Regions from separate parts of the Sus scrofa genome. Here regions 1 and 2 are each linked to region 3. Evidence: chromatin contacts called from public Hi-C data. All regions are on one chromosome and are shown on one strand. Each heading gives the region's core, a stretch centred on a gene start, on an enhancer-like site or on the middle of the called end of the contact. The rest is flanking DNA. Distances are from core to core; before and after follow the strand shown. Region 1 has its middle 14 kb from the start of ANKRD28. Region 2 holds the start of OXNAD1 (oxidoreductase NAD-binding domain-containing protein 1). Region 3 holds the start of CAPN7 (calpain 7).

Region 1 (4,443 bases), core at 710-3,209, 620 kb before region 3:
CTGTTCCATCTTCAGATAAAATAATGCTAGGTAAAAAAGTACTATCTTACATTGAGCTAGATTTTATCTCCCTGCTTGATTCTAGTTCTTACTTCTAGAACTGTGCAATTTGAAATCTCTTCACAATGATAGCACTTCAGATGTTTTACAGCTATCATATTCTCCTTGGCTCCTTTTCAGATGAAACATCTTTAGCTCTACTGACACTTAGGATGTGGTTTTTAAATCCACGATCATTCTGGCTGCCATCTTTGAATGTGTTTCGGTTTCATTACTCTAGATGCGGTTTGACCCTATGTCTAGTAATTAGATTTACTTTTCATAAAGGAGAAAAGCGAGATTAATAGGAAACATTTTTGATATAAAACTTTGATTTTAATTGGTTAAAATTAAAGTGTAATTATATAGGTTCATATTCTAAAGTGTACTGTTTTCTTTTCTCAGTAGCATTTGTGAAATGATTGCCTTTGGTCCTTCCCAAAACAAATTATTGATGATTAGTTTTTTCTCCCTTTTAAAAATAAATCTCCAGAGCCCTCAGAGTATCTCATAATGGTGGTAAAATTAAACTATTGAAATAAAATGCCAAGATTTAATCTTTCTATATAGTAAATAATATACTGTTAGTTGCCTACTCACTGGCCATTACCCACTTCCTTCCTTGCATGTCCCAGTTTTGTTTGGTTGCCCCTGGCTTATGTGACTTGGAGAAATCCCTAATAGTGTAAGCTAATCAGAGTAATCCTTCTTTGCCTGGTCATGATTTGTTTAGAAAGGGACATGTGATTGGCCAAGTCTGGTCATATTTTGGGGGAAGTCAGTTTAGGTAGCTTCTGTGAAGTCTTCTTTGTATCTGAAAAGGTAGACACAGAAGGAAACTCCCCCTTCTCTTGGATAGCAGTATGTGTCTGATATGATGCCTTGCAGTGACTACAAAGGGAAATATGCAAAGGTCCATGTTGAGTCTGACAGAAGAGCTGGAAAGAGCTCAGGTGTTCTACCTGATGGTGTTGAGTAAAGATCAGTCACCTTGGAACTACCTTATTTTACTACTTTTTGTTCATGATGATAATAAGATATCAATAAAAAAACAGTAAAGATATTGTTTGACCCAGTTTGATGTGACATACTATTTTAGTTTAGGATAGCCCTAATATTAAAGAACAAACATATTTGTTAGTCTGTTGCACAGAAGAGTAGATATTTTTGGTGGTAGGCCAATTTAGATGTAATGATGAACCTGGTAATTGTGAGGTCACATTAAAATTATATTGCAGTCAAAGTTTCATAGATATTCTTATATTACTGAATGTTTTCATTGTGAACAAAACAGACTAAAGAATTTCTGTCATTGGACATTCCCTGTGGCACAGCAGGTTAAGGATCCAGCATTGTCACAGCTGTGGCACAGGCTGCAACTGTGGTGTGGGTTTGATCCCTGGCCTGGGAACTTCTGTATGCCAGAGGCATGGCCAAAGAAACATTTCTGTCATACAATAACTGATAGCACGTTTAACTACCCAGTTATTTAAGAATGAGCTTGTTATCAATTCTGACAGGGACCCTCTTCTTTCCACTTACAAAGTTAAAAATTGACTACCTTTAAAGGAATTGACATTGTTTTATTCTGAAATAACATTAGGTTATAAGCATGACTTTGTACATGTTTATCGAGGGCATGAAAATCTATTTATGCAGAAAAATTCCATGACTGAGACACATTAGAAACACCCTTTCCTTCTTTCAACAATAGAAACTTCTTTATAAAATTTTAGATAGCACTCTTTAATAGAGGAAACTAAAGAATATGAAAAATGTTGTAAACTATCTGAGTCATCACTTGGATTTGAAAATAGTTACTTTCAGTATTTTTGTCTCCACCCTTCTATGGTTTAGAAGAATGTGAATCATCATCTTTAGTATTTCCCAACGGTAGCTACTTTGAGGTGGAAGTTTGGCGTATGCAGTCCCAATTGGTGTTTGAAATAATTCATGTGCACTTCAGCTACTGATCTTACTGCCCTTGTGGGAATTCCGTGGATGGCTCATGTAATTATTGCTTATAAAGGTAAACATTGAGTAACCATAGCAACTTATTTTTAAATTGAAATTTTTCTTCCTTTGGTTTTTAAAGTACAGTAACTTGATACTATATTTATCTCAGTGTCACTCCATTGTAGAAACCAGAATGAATTGCAAATAACCTTTCCTCAGTTTTTTTTAAAGGAAAGCAGAAATTCAGCCTGTTTAAAATATGAATCGTATACACTACTACTTTGTAGTATTCAGCCTAAGTTGTCTTTGAGACAGTTGCTAAAAGATTATTCATTACATAAATAATAATGCAATGATATGTCAGAGAATGTGTTTCTCATGGGCCTGGTAAACATAAGTTACATGGCAGACATGCTGCTGGTTAGCATAAATTCCAGCCCCAAATTGTACTAATAGGTGATCAAGTAGGATATTTTTACAGGTAATACAATGTAAAAAACTTTAATTCATTCTGGCCTTTAGTCTGAATTATAAATACCTTTTTATGAAGAAAATAGTCTAACCTTAAAAAATACTGTCTAAATACAGTAGTACATATTTTATAATGAGGTAGGGCCCCCCCCCCCTTAGTTTTGATATACTGGGTATATTCTAAGAAACTACCCATATTGTTATGTTCAGTTTGTTAAAATTTGCTTTCATACTTTTCAAAGGAAACAGTTTTTTGTTTTTTAAGACTGAAGTCTGAAAACAGTCATTTCAATATTGACTTAGATCTTAAGTTCTCATTTATAACTCTTGAATCTACTCTCTTCCCAGAAAGCCCATTCCATTTCCTGTCTTCACTGAAACTCACTGTTTTCATAAGTACGTGCTTCTCCACAGGACTTCTCAAGTATAGCTAGCTGTCCCTTTGCTCACAGCCATTATATCCTAGGAAAATGTTTCTAGTCTTCATACCTATGAAAACATTCTCCAGAGCATATGGAAGTTCCTGGGCCAGGGATTGAATCTGAGCTGCAGATGTGACTTCTGCCACAACTGTGGCATCACTAGATCCTTCAACCCACTGCACCAGGCTGGGGATTGAACCTGCACCTCTGCAGCAACCCGTCCCACAATTGGATTCTTAATCACTTTGCACAGCAGGAACTCTTCCTCCCTCCTTCTCCTTTTTATGGACGCATGACATATGGAAATTCCCAGACCTGGGATTGAATCGAAACCGCAGCTGTGGCCTGTGCCACAGCCATGGCGATACCAGATCTGAGCCGCATCTGTGACTTTCACTGCAGCTAACAGCAATGCTGGATCCTTAACCCATTGAGCAAGGCCAGGAATCAAACTTGCATCCTCACAGAGACAATGTCTGGTCCTTAACCTGCTGAGGCAGAGTGGAATCTCTGAGATCTTTCTTTCTTCATGTTGGTATTTTTTTGGTATAAACTTCCCTCTTAGTACTTTTGCTACATCTGATGAGTTTTGGTATGTTATGTTTTCATTTTTGTCTCAAAATACTTTCTGACTTCCCTTTTGATACCTTCTTTGACTCACTGGTTGTTCAAGACTGTGTTTAATTTCCACATTTTCTAGTATTCCTTCTGCTGTGGATTATTAGTTTCTTCTCAAATTTATTAAAATTTACTTTGTGGCATAAGATGTCATCTATCCTGGAGAATGTTCTTTGCTTGCAAAGAGTGTATATTCTGTTGGTGTTGGGCAGAATGTTCTATATATGTCTTTTAGTTCTGTGACAGATATTTTAAGCTGATAAATTTAATCTCCTATAAAAACTGTAATTTCTTGCCACCTACCCTGTGTTATTGATGTCACCATTTACGTATTTTTGTATTTTGTGTCCATTAACACATTTTGTATTTATTTTTAATGTTTTTGACTTTTAACTTTTATACTAGAAATAAGCATTAAACACCACCATTATGGTATGATAGTGTTCTGCATTTGTTTACATGTTTACCATTTCCAGAAGGTTTTATTTTCTTCTGTGTTAATGTTGCTGCTCAGCATCCTTTCTAATGAGCTAGCCTGTGCAGTCTTAGGAGGAGGATTCCCTTGTACGTGACGAGTCACTTTTCTCTTGCTCTGTTTTAGTGTGTCTTGAAGTGGTTTTTTTGTTTTGTTTTGTTTTGTTTTATTTTTTGAGGAGTCCTTTGGGCTTTCTGGATCTGGATATCTATTTCCTTTCCTAGATTTGGGAAGTTTTTGGCTGTTTCTTTGCATAAGCTTTCTGGCGCTTCTGTCTTTTCCTGGTGCTACCAATTGCAAGTCTATGTGCCTGAGGCACATTGAGACCAAATAATACCGAAACATCAGAGTTTGGAGCAGAGAAAAGTTTATTGCAAGTCTGTGCAAGGAGACAGGTGGCTCATGCCCTAAAAAATACAAACTCCTCAAAGTCTTTCAACTAAGCCCTTTTATAGGAAAGGT
Region 2 (4,422 bases), core at 575-3,074, 940 kb before region 3:
AAAAAAAAAAAGTCACCTTTATTTTGCAGGTACTTATGCCAAAAGTAGTAAAGAACTAAAGATGGTTCCCAACCTCAAAATGATCACTGGGATGGGACTACAGAACTGACACTGGACACTCTCCTGTCTTCTCTCCAAGAGATGACCTGGGAAATACCCGTGTCTACAAAGATACAGGGAGCAGCCTCTGAGCTACATAGGCTTTGCTGGAATTTTTCCTTTGCTCACAACAGAATCATCCCAGTTAAACTTCAACAAGCTTAACAAATGTTTAACAAATGTTTCCTAACTGCTATGCAGATTTCCAATTAGGCAAAATGGAATGTTTGTGAGGCCTCTGAAATAATCTATGAACCCCTTTAATGTCACTTCTAAATCTTCTCCCAAAGAGTCCTCTGCCTTTAGGTTTTCAAGCCTTAAAAGGCCTAAACCAGGTGGAACTTTAGGGTGCACAAAACTGATAACTTCATGCAAACATTTGAGTGTGTATACATAAATAAGCATAGGGCTGTGGACATATGTATTATGCATATGTATCATTTAAATACAAACTAAACATGACAGAAGTGACTGCTGAACCAAGTAAAAGTTGTAATTTCCATGCAAAAGTAGAATGTTAGATCTGAAAAGAATCTTGTAAATCATCTCTAATTCAACCTTTTTCTGTCAGATGAGGAAGCAAGGCCCAAAGAACGTAAATATCCAGCTCCCAGAGCTAGATTATCTTATGTTTCTCAGCATTTCTTCTTTCACTGCATTCTGTCTCTACCACGATTTGAATAAATGCCTACCAACGGAGTAATACCCAGGAAACCCCGTTTGACACCAACAGGAACAAGCACTGCTCCAAAGACAAATGACCTTTCAACTGCACTCCGCTTCAAGGTATACAAAGACCACAAGATAATAACTACGCATGTTGATGCCATTTCTTTCGCAGAAAGAAACTCTGGTTCATATAAGAAATTTGTTCCTAGGCTTTGGGGACATACAGGCTCTTCATTTCCTAGGTATGTGATCTTAGTCGAGATACTTGACTTTCTGTATCTCAGTTTAAAGATTAATTATACGGAATAACATCTAAACTCCCAGGGTTGACGGAAGAATTACAATTAGCGCAACACTTGACTGTAGTTAAGAATCTTACGTGCTCGGCAAAGAGGACTCAACCTGCCTAACAGATCCTGCTTGGTCCTTTCGCCCAAATTACAGCATCTGAAGATAATCTGGGGTGAGGAAGAGGCGGGATGTACCTGAACAGCCGAGTGCAGCCGAAACTACAAACTACGCGTCGCTCTGAGCTCAAGGTCACTCAGTGAATCAAAACTCCAAGGGAGCTTTTCGTCCGCCACTGGGGCGGCAGGGACAGAGGTCCAAGAGGCTGAGCTGTTCCCGCCGCCGCCTCAGACGCAGCAAACCACGCCCGCTTTTCCCTAGCAGCGCCGAGGGCCGGGTGCAGGCCACCTAGGCCGGCCGCGGCCTTGCTCGGGGTCTGGTTAAGGTCTAAGGTGCGCGAAGTGAAGCCGCACTTTCCATACCCGCGTAGTAAGCAAGTTCCACTCCGCTCCCGCTTTTGCCGCGGGGACTCAGTTCTAACTCCCGGGCCAAGTTCCCCTCCCCCGGCTCCGCAGAGCTTCCTGTGTCCCGGACGTGACGCAGCAGCCGCACGAGCGAGTCCCACATTTCATTGGTCGCTGCCGTCCTCTGGGTGGAGCGGTGCGGGACCTCACAGAGCAGAGAGAGCCGGTAACTCAAGTCTCCGCCCCCTAGCTCAGCCATCTCCAAGGTGATCGCTACCCGGTCACCCATTTGGCCTCAAGCCCATAGTTACGTCATTGTTTATGCGCCGGAAACGGTCATTCCTGCGCCGGGGAAGGGGGCGGTGACGACGCCGGCTGGGCCGGCGCCGGAGAAGTTGGGACCGGCCCCGGCCTGGGTCGGACAGCGGAGGTGACAGACTTCTGCTCGTCCCATTGACGATGGCGGTGTTTCACGACGAAGTGGAGATCGAGGACTTCCAATATGACGAGGACTCCGAGACGTACTTCTACCCCTGCCCGTGTGGGGATAACTTCTGCATCACCAAGGTAGCTACAGAATCCAGCCCGGCAATTCGGAGCAGGCGCGCTTTCCCTTTGCCGCGTTTCTGCCATAGATCCGCGCGGCTTATAGTTACCCACGTCCTTCTTTATTCGTTTTTGAATTCCCCCGAAGTTGATGACTCTGCGCTATCAGTGGGCACAAGTTCTGGCTTAGTCGGCCCCCGGTGGTGGGAGGGTAGGGTGTGGATGGCGAGGGGCATCAGTCTTCTCGCTATCCACTTAAGGATCCACTTCTGGGATACTCCTTTGGAGGAAGAGACGTGTTTTTGTCTTCCTAAGGGTTTTGAGGCCACTGAACCTTGACTCACCCTCCTAGGTATTTCCGCCAAATGACACTTCCAGGGAAGAGTGGGGCTGGTCTTTCTCTTGGAAGGTGTTTTGGTTCTCACATGCTTTGTGGGGAGGCCAACCTCAAAGGAGCTTGCCCATAGAGGTGGGAGGTTTGGGGGAAGGAGGAGGTCACCAAGGGAAGACTATGCTGACCATACGATGTTTGATTTTGTTGTAGGAAGATTTGGAGAATGGGGAAGACGTGGCAACGTGCCCTAGCTGCTCACTCATTATTAGAGTGATTTATGACAAAGTAAGGGGTCAAATTTTAAAAGGTGGGAGGAGGGTTGCAAAGACCTAGAGCAGTCTGCCTGTGATACGTCAGCGCAGGAGAATGTTTTCTAATAGTGTGTTATTGGGGAAGTTCCTATTGTGGCTCTGCAGAAGTGATCCCGACTGGGATCCATGAGGATGTGGGTTGATCCTTGGCCTTGTTCGGTGGGTTAAGGATCCAGCGTTGCCATGAGCTGTGGTATGGGTTGCAGACAGCCTAGAAACTGCATTGCTGTGGCTGTTGTGTAGGCAGCTGTAGCTCCAATTCAACCCTGAGCCTGGGAATTTCCATATGCCGGGGCTGGGGCCCTAAAAAGAAAAGGAAAAAAAAAAAAAAAAAGAAAACCTAATAGTGTGTTATGTAAATGCTGTGTTTTTAAAACAAATATTAAAAACCATTAATAAGGGAGTTGCTGTTGTGGGTTACGGCTGACTAGTATCCATGAGGATGTGGGTTTGATCCCTGGCATGGATCAGTGGGTTAAGGATAGGGCTTTGAAGTGAGCTGTGGTGTAGGTCGCAGATGCGGCTCAGATCCTGAGTTGCTGTGGTTGTGACTCTGATTTGACCCCTAGCCTGGGAACGTACATATGCAGCAAGTGCTGCCCTCAAAACCAAAAACAAACAGGAAAAAAACATTAATAAGCAGCTATATTGTAAATTAAAGTTTTAAAAACTCAAATTCGTTAACTCATTTTGCTTTGGGGAAGGCAATAAAGAAGGCTGCTCTGTATCTGGTGAATATTAGTGATTACTTATTAAGTAGAGATGATGATTCTGGTGCTGAGATTGACTCATTGAATGAGGATGAAGTGGTAAAGGAATGGAAAAACTTACGTTTAATAGAGCTGAATTGAATCTGTAACAAAATAAATGTTTGCTATTGATGCATCTGTGACACAGACATTTGGTGATGAATGTAATTTCTTGTTCCGCCTTAGGATCAGTTTACTTGTGGAGAGACAGTCCCAGCCCCTTCCACCAACAAAGAACTAGTTAAATGCTAAAGAAGACTTCAGGACTTCAAAGCCTGAACTTTTGGGAATGAGCCAAGGTGGAAGAATCAAATGCAGAGTCACTGGCTTCTTCATGTGGACCATCATTTTGTAGTTTGCTGTTCATTAGCGTGTGGATTCTTTCCATTGGCGGCTGGGTTCATCTCCAATTGAAGAAGCAGGTTCACCACATGACATACCCAGGTTTTGTGCTTAGAACTTTAAAATTGGAAGTGTTCTTAATTTTCCATCCACACTTAAAAGAAGATAATTTCAAATCAGTGCTTTCTTTCCCTCAGTTTTGTTGCTTTTATGACTTACACCTAATTTCATTATCTGACAACAGCATTATCTACCTTAAAGTCATTAAGATGCTTTAATTTAAAAAAGGGATTTTATGTTTTAGTTGGTCATTAAGATTATTAAAACTAGCCATTTCTTTAATTTCACATCATCTTTGCTGTTCTAAACTGAAGGAAATTAGTTGCCTCTTGTCAGTCAGGATTGCACCTTCAGTTGGCCATGCCAGTCTTCCAGAGCTAGCAGTTAGTCAAATGTTTATGTTCTGTTAAGCATGCCATTTCCGTTATACAACACCTGTTTTTGCTGAAGATGAATTTGAAAATGAGATGCCTCTTCTAGTTAAATATGCCCTTGAGTGGAGATCCCCATCCTGACTCAGTGGAAATGAATCTGGCTAGTATCCACAAGGACGCAGGTTC
Region 3 (4,460 bases), core at 1,942-4,441:
CTGGGAAATTAGGAGGCTGGCCTCTATCACCTCTAAGGCTCCTCTTCACAGACGTATCACTTATTTCCATATGATGATTTTTTAAAATGTGACTATCCAAAGAGGAATGAGCAGCAAGAGAGTAAGGATCAAGAATCAAAGATGAAAATAAAAAAGAAAGAGAATATGTGGGAAAAGTAAGATGTGATGGGAGAGAGGAAAAAAAAAATACAGTGATACAGTGAAGTCCTTTACCAACCTGCTGAATGTAGAGCCTGCACTCTTTCCAGATATTCATTTATTTTTTCTTGAATGTGTTCTAGGCTTGATCCTGCCATCTCAGCATAAATTAAAGCTTGTGCAGCTTCCTAAAAATTAAAAAAAAAAAAAAAGAATTCAAGGGAATCTAACAGATGAATTATAATTTGAATTTTTTTTAACACTTTCTTAACTCACTACTGCTTTCTACGAATGACAAAACAAGAATGTCTTTAAGATAGCAGTAATATTTTGATAAAGTAAATGAGTTATAGAATCCTTCAATACCTTTTCTCGGTTCTGAATATTCTCAATTTTCTCCTACTGTTGAAAATGTATGAAGTCAAACAGAAGAAGGTCATTGTAAACATTTTCTTAGAATAGCTGTGGTTTATATGTTTTTTTCTCTCTCTCTCTTTTTTTTTTTTTTTTGTCTTTTTAGGGCTGCACCTGCAGCATACGGAAGTTCCCAGGCCAGGGTTCTAACTGGAGCTGGAGCTGCTGGCCTATATCACAACCACAGCAATGCCAGATCCAAGCCATGTCTGTGACCTACACCACAACTCGAGGCAACGCCGGATCCTTTAACCCCCTGAGTGAGGCCAGGGATCTAACCTGCATCCTCATGGATACTAGTAAGATTCTTAACAGGAACTCCTTTTCTTTTTTATTTATGCAACAGGTCAGACTCGAAATTATACACCCCAAAAAAGTGAACTGAGTCTTGAATGCATCAGAACAGATAATAATCAATAAAACTAAGTATCAATAAAAAAGATTTTTTTTTTTTTTGTCTTTTTTTTAGCTATTTCTTGGGCCGTTCCTGCGGCATATGGAGGTTCCCAGGCTAGGGGTTGAATTGGAGCTGTAGCCTCCGGCCTACGCCAGAGCCACAGCAACGCAGGAACTGAGCCGCGTCTGCAACCTACACCACAGCTCACGGCAACGCCGGATCGTTAACCCACTGAGCAAGGGCAGGGACCGAACCCGCAACCTCATGGTTCCTAGTCGGATTCGTTAACCACCGCGCCACAACAGGAACTCCAATAAAAAAGATTTTAAAGGTTATCTCACAGTGGAAAGAAAATCTTTTCCTCTACAGAAAATATTGTCAAGGGGGGACACACTGTATGGTAGATTTCAGTTGTATAAAATAAACACTTTAATTAAGAAAATCTGGATTTGTCTTGCCACTATTCCATAACTTCTTCAGCCAGTTAGGCTGTGGCTAGTGAGGAAATGCCTTCATTCTCACCATCAGCATTCTGAGAGGGTGACCAATGCTACCACACAGAAAGTCCACAGAGAGACTTTCCCAGGTACTACCACCTTCTCTGCAGTAACCTTAGCATGTGTACTTCAAAGAACCTCATGCCTGATTATCTGGATCCAAAGAAGCCACCCACTGATCCAGTTATTAGAGCTGGAGTTGTTTCCTTCAAACTACAAAATCAATAAGAAGAGTACAGTTTTGGTCCAAATTGAAATTGGGGATAGAAAAAATACGTTTTCCTCAGATTTCAGTAATTCAGATATCTCAGGGGAGGGAGGAAAATATAACCTTATATGTAAATATTACAGCCAATTTTTAAAACTGTTGGCATCAACTTTATTTTACTCATTTCATTTATACTTGAAAGTGACTAACAATTAAAGAACCCCTTTTAGAAGAGTATGAAGACAGAAAACACTAAATATCTGATAGTTTACATAAACAGCTCCTACAAGCACAACCACTTTTCTGACTCTCAAGGAAAAGAAATTCTTCATAGTAACAAGCAAATCTTACAGCAAAACAAGAGGCACACTGCACAGTATTTTCTTTTGCCTTAGCTATTTCAAATGGCACTATTTTCACCTACAAACATTGGTCAGTTATTGCACAAAACTAAAACAGAGTTTTACTTTTTAAATACCACTCTAATGAAATTGTCAACAAAAAGTCCAAAAGGAATGATTCTAAAACACATCAAGTCTCTAAATATAGATTATAAAGGCAATTAAATATTAACCTGAAAAAAAACCACACGTTAATGACAGCATATACGTTTATAGGAAAAATTTACTACTACTGTATAATCAGTCGACATTGCTTCTAAAAGAAAAGGTAGTAATATCAAGAAGATACAGCTACCTCAGCAGGGAGGCGCAGGGCAAGACGGCAGCGAGACAGTTGTGTTTGCAAATCCTCAGGATTAGGGAGCAAAGAGTGGACTGTGAAGCGCCTAGTCTTTAATAATTCTGGCCCCAATAATTATCCAAATGAAATATCAAAGAAACATGTAAAGCATGAGTATAAGGATATTATGACGCTGAAGATCAAAATATAAATGTTCATAAATGAACATAAAATGACCGGAAGAGTTTGTAAATACACCAAGACACAGCTACAGAATGCATCCACTAACAAGGTAATATTATGAATCTTAAAAAAATTCATAACTTTTTAAAAGTTTCAATGAAAAGATTAAAACAGTATAAACAGTACGATTTGGGGTTTTTTTAAAGGTGTGTAGACACATAGGCGTAGAAAAACAAAGATACAGGTCAAACGCTAGGATATCCGATGCTTTATTCTTTTTAATTGACTTTCTGAGTCCGTCTGAGCACGCACTGTCTCCGAGTACATCCAAGACAGTGAGACCCAGTGAGCTGACAGCTCAGCCTCGCCTTCAGGACGGACCCGACCCTGGAGAGGCTACCAAGCCCAAGAGGAGGACTCCGGGGCGGGGGCGGGGACAGGCCTGGCCTCTCAGCGGGGCCACCGTCCCCCACCCCCGAAGGACAGCGGGAGCGGCGATGCGATGCGAAGCCCATCAGGCAGCACCTGGGCCCGCCCCCAGCCCACCTTGTAGTAAAACACCGCCTCTGAGTAGCGGCCTTCGTGGTCGCGCTGCACCGCCAGCCGCGCGAACTGCACAGCATCCCGTTCCAGCGCCGCCGCGTCCATGGCGGCCCCGCGGCGAGGTCCTCCGCCGCCTGCTGCCCAGGCGAGGCCCGGGCCGCGCAGAAATGCTGGAGCTCACTTCCGGCGGCTGAGGAAGGACAGCGGCCGGCCCCTCAGCACAGACCCGGCTCCCAGCCGGCGGGCAGCCTGACTCCACGGCCGCCGCATTCCCCGCCCCGCCCACCGGTCGCACTGCGCAAGCGCGGCCGGCCGGGTAAGGCGAGTCCGTGAAGCCAGGGCGCCGGGGGCGGTGGGCGGGGCCCGGCCTCCGCGGGGCCGAGTGCACGTGACCGCCACTGCGCCCAGGATTGGACCGACGCAACCGGTGCCACGTCCGAGCGGACGCTGCCTCCGCCCTCTACACGCAGGTGGTAGTGCCCTGCGAGGCTGTTGCTGGCCAGATTAGGGAGGAGGGGCGCATGCGCCTTACGGGGCTCTACCCACTCCCGCCTCCCCACCCCCCCCCCCCCCCCCCCCGGTGCCGGAGAGCTCTTCCCATCTTCTGGGCTGCTTTTTTAAAAATTAGGGAAATACAGTAAGGACATAGGATTCTTATGCGATACTCTTTAATAAGTTTATAGCCGCAAATTCAATTTTAACCCTGTATAACTTTCCGAGGTTATAGTACTGATTGAATTGTGTAATAACAATGTGTACTTATCCTTAGGTTAACAATGCTGTTGTAATACTCAATTAGGTGATTACTTGGCTAATGGTCTTTCTCTTTAAAACTCTGTATTCAGCAATAATAAAAATAAACTAGTGAGAGACACCACAATATTGACAAAACTCGAAATTCACTGTATGTTAAGATGAGAGAGTACAACTGTGACTATGTTTATAAGAAACACCAGAAAAGATGAATCTAATCAATAACGTGTGAAGCTGTTAGGGAACCATGGACCCAAACCGCCTGCCCTGGCTAGCACCGTAGTAGCACCTCGGCTCAAGTCTCCCACACAGGATGTAACACCTTTGCTTAAGTCTCCCACATCAGGATGCTTCAAAAGAACACAAAACCAGTGAAGGGCCTAAAACCAACCTGGAGGAAGCTCAGGAGGGGCCAAGAAGGGCAGGAGACTCCAGTTTATATGTCTTGCTAACCTCCTGGAAACACTCATGCTGGAAACTACCTTGACTAAGAGATGCATAAGCCATCAGGAAGGGCTTTGATCAGAACAAAGGAAGGCAGGAGCAAGGTGACTGGCCAAAGACAATCTGGAAATCTGATGCCCCCGCCTGCTACCACAAAAACCGGAGAGTGTGTGCCACAAGG

What was found. A called contact is a pair of places that touch in the nucleus more often than the background predicts.
Region 1: a Hi-C map of embryonic fibroblasts shows a contact between it and region 3, with 3 times the contacts expected there. The contact joins the enhancer-like site here to the promoter of CAPN7 in region 3. A contact is called at or near these places in 5 of 47 Hi-C or Micro-C datasets (embryonic fibroblasts, mesenteric adipose tissue, omental adipose tissue and 2 more) and 2 of 2 datasets of contacts at active chromatin or transcription factors (alveolar macrophages and skeletal muscle).
Region 2: a Hi-C map of embryonic fibroblasts shows a contact between it and region 3, with 2.4 times the contacts expected there. The contact joins the promoter of OXNAD1 here to the promoter of CAPN7 in region 3. A contact is called at or near these places in 2 of 47 Hi-C or Micro-C datasets (embryonic fibroblasts and liver) and 1 of 2 datasets of contacts at active chromatin or transcription factors (skeletal muscle).

What each region holds. Positions count from the first base shown.
Region 1 is chr13:3,069,502-3,073,944 of Sscrofa11.1, reverse strand. It overlaps a transcript of ANKRD28 not described here. Among named protein-coding and RNA genes, the nearest start is that of ANKRD28, 14 kb to the right of the region's middle. Within about 2 kb of position 1,959, at least 12 of the 83 cell types and tissues checked have an H3K27ac peak or open chromatin away from gene starts, as enhancers often do. A contact at or near this core is called in alveolar macrophages, embryonic fibroblasts, mesenteric adipose tissue and 2 more, where this site is marked.
Region 2 is chr13:3,393,288-3,397,709 of Sscrofa11.1, reverse strand. It overlaps OXNAD1 (oxidoreductase NAD-binding domain-containing protein 1), which reads right to left and starts at 1,824. Exons shown (of 8, transcript XM_001925300.5): 1 at 1,539-1,824. The coding sequence starts at 1,809. DPH3 (diphthamide biosynthesis 3) reads left to right here and starts at 1,854. Exons shown (of 3, transcript NM_001243616.1): 1 at 1,854-2,087; 2 at 2,611-2,685; 3 at 3,647-4,422. The coding sequence starts at 1,980. The coding sequence ends at 3,712.
Region 3 is chr13:2,451,116-2,455,575 of Sscrofa11.1, reverse strand. CAPN7 (calpain 7) reads right to left here and starts at 3,191. Exons shown (of 21, transcript NM_001097443.1): 1 at 3,086-3,191; 2 at 239-347. The coding sequence starts at 3,187.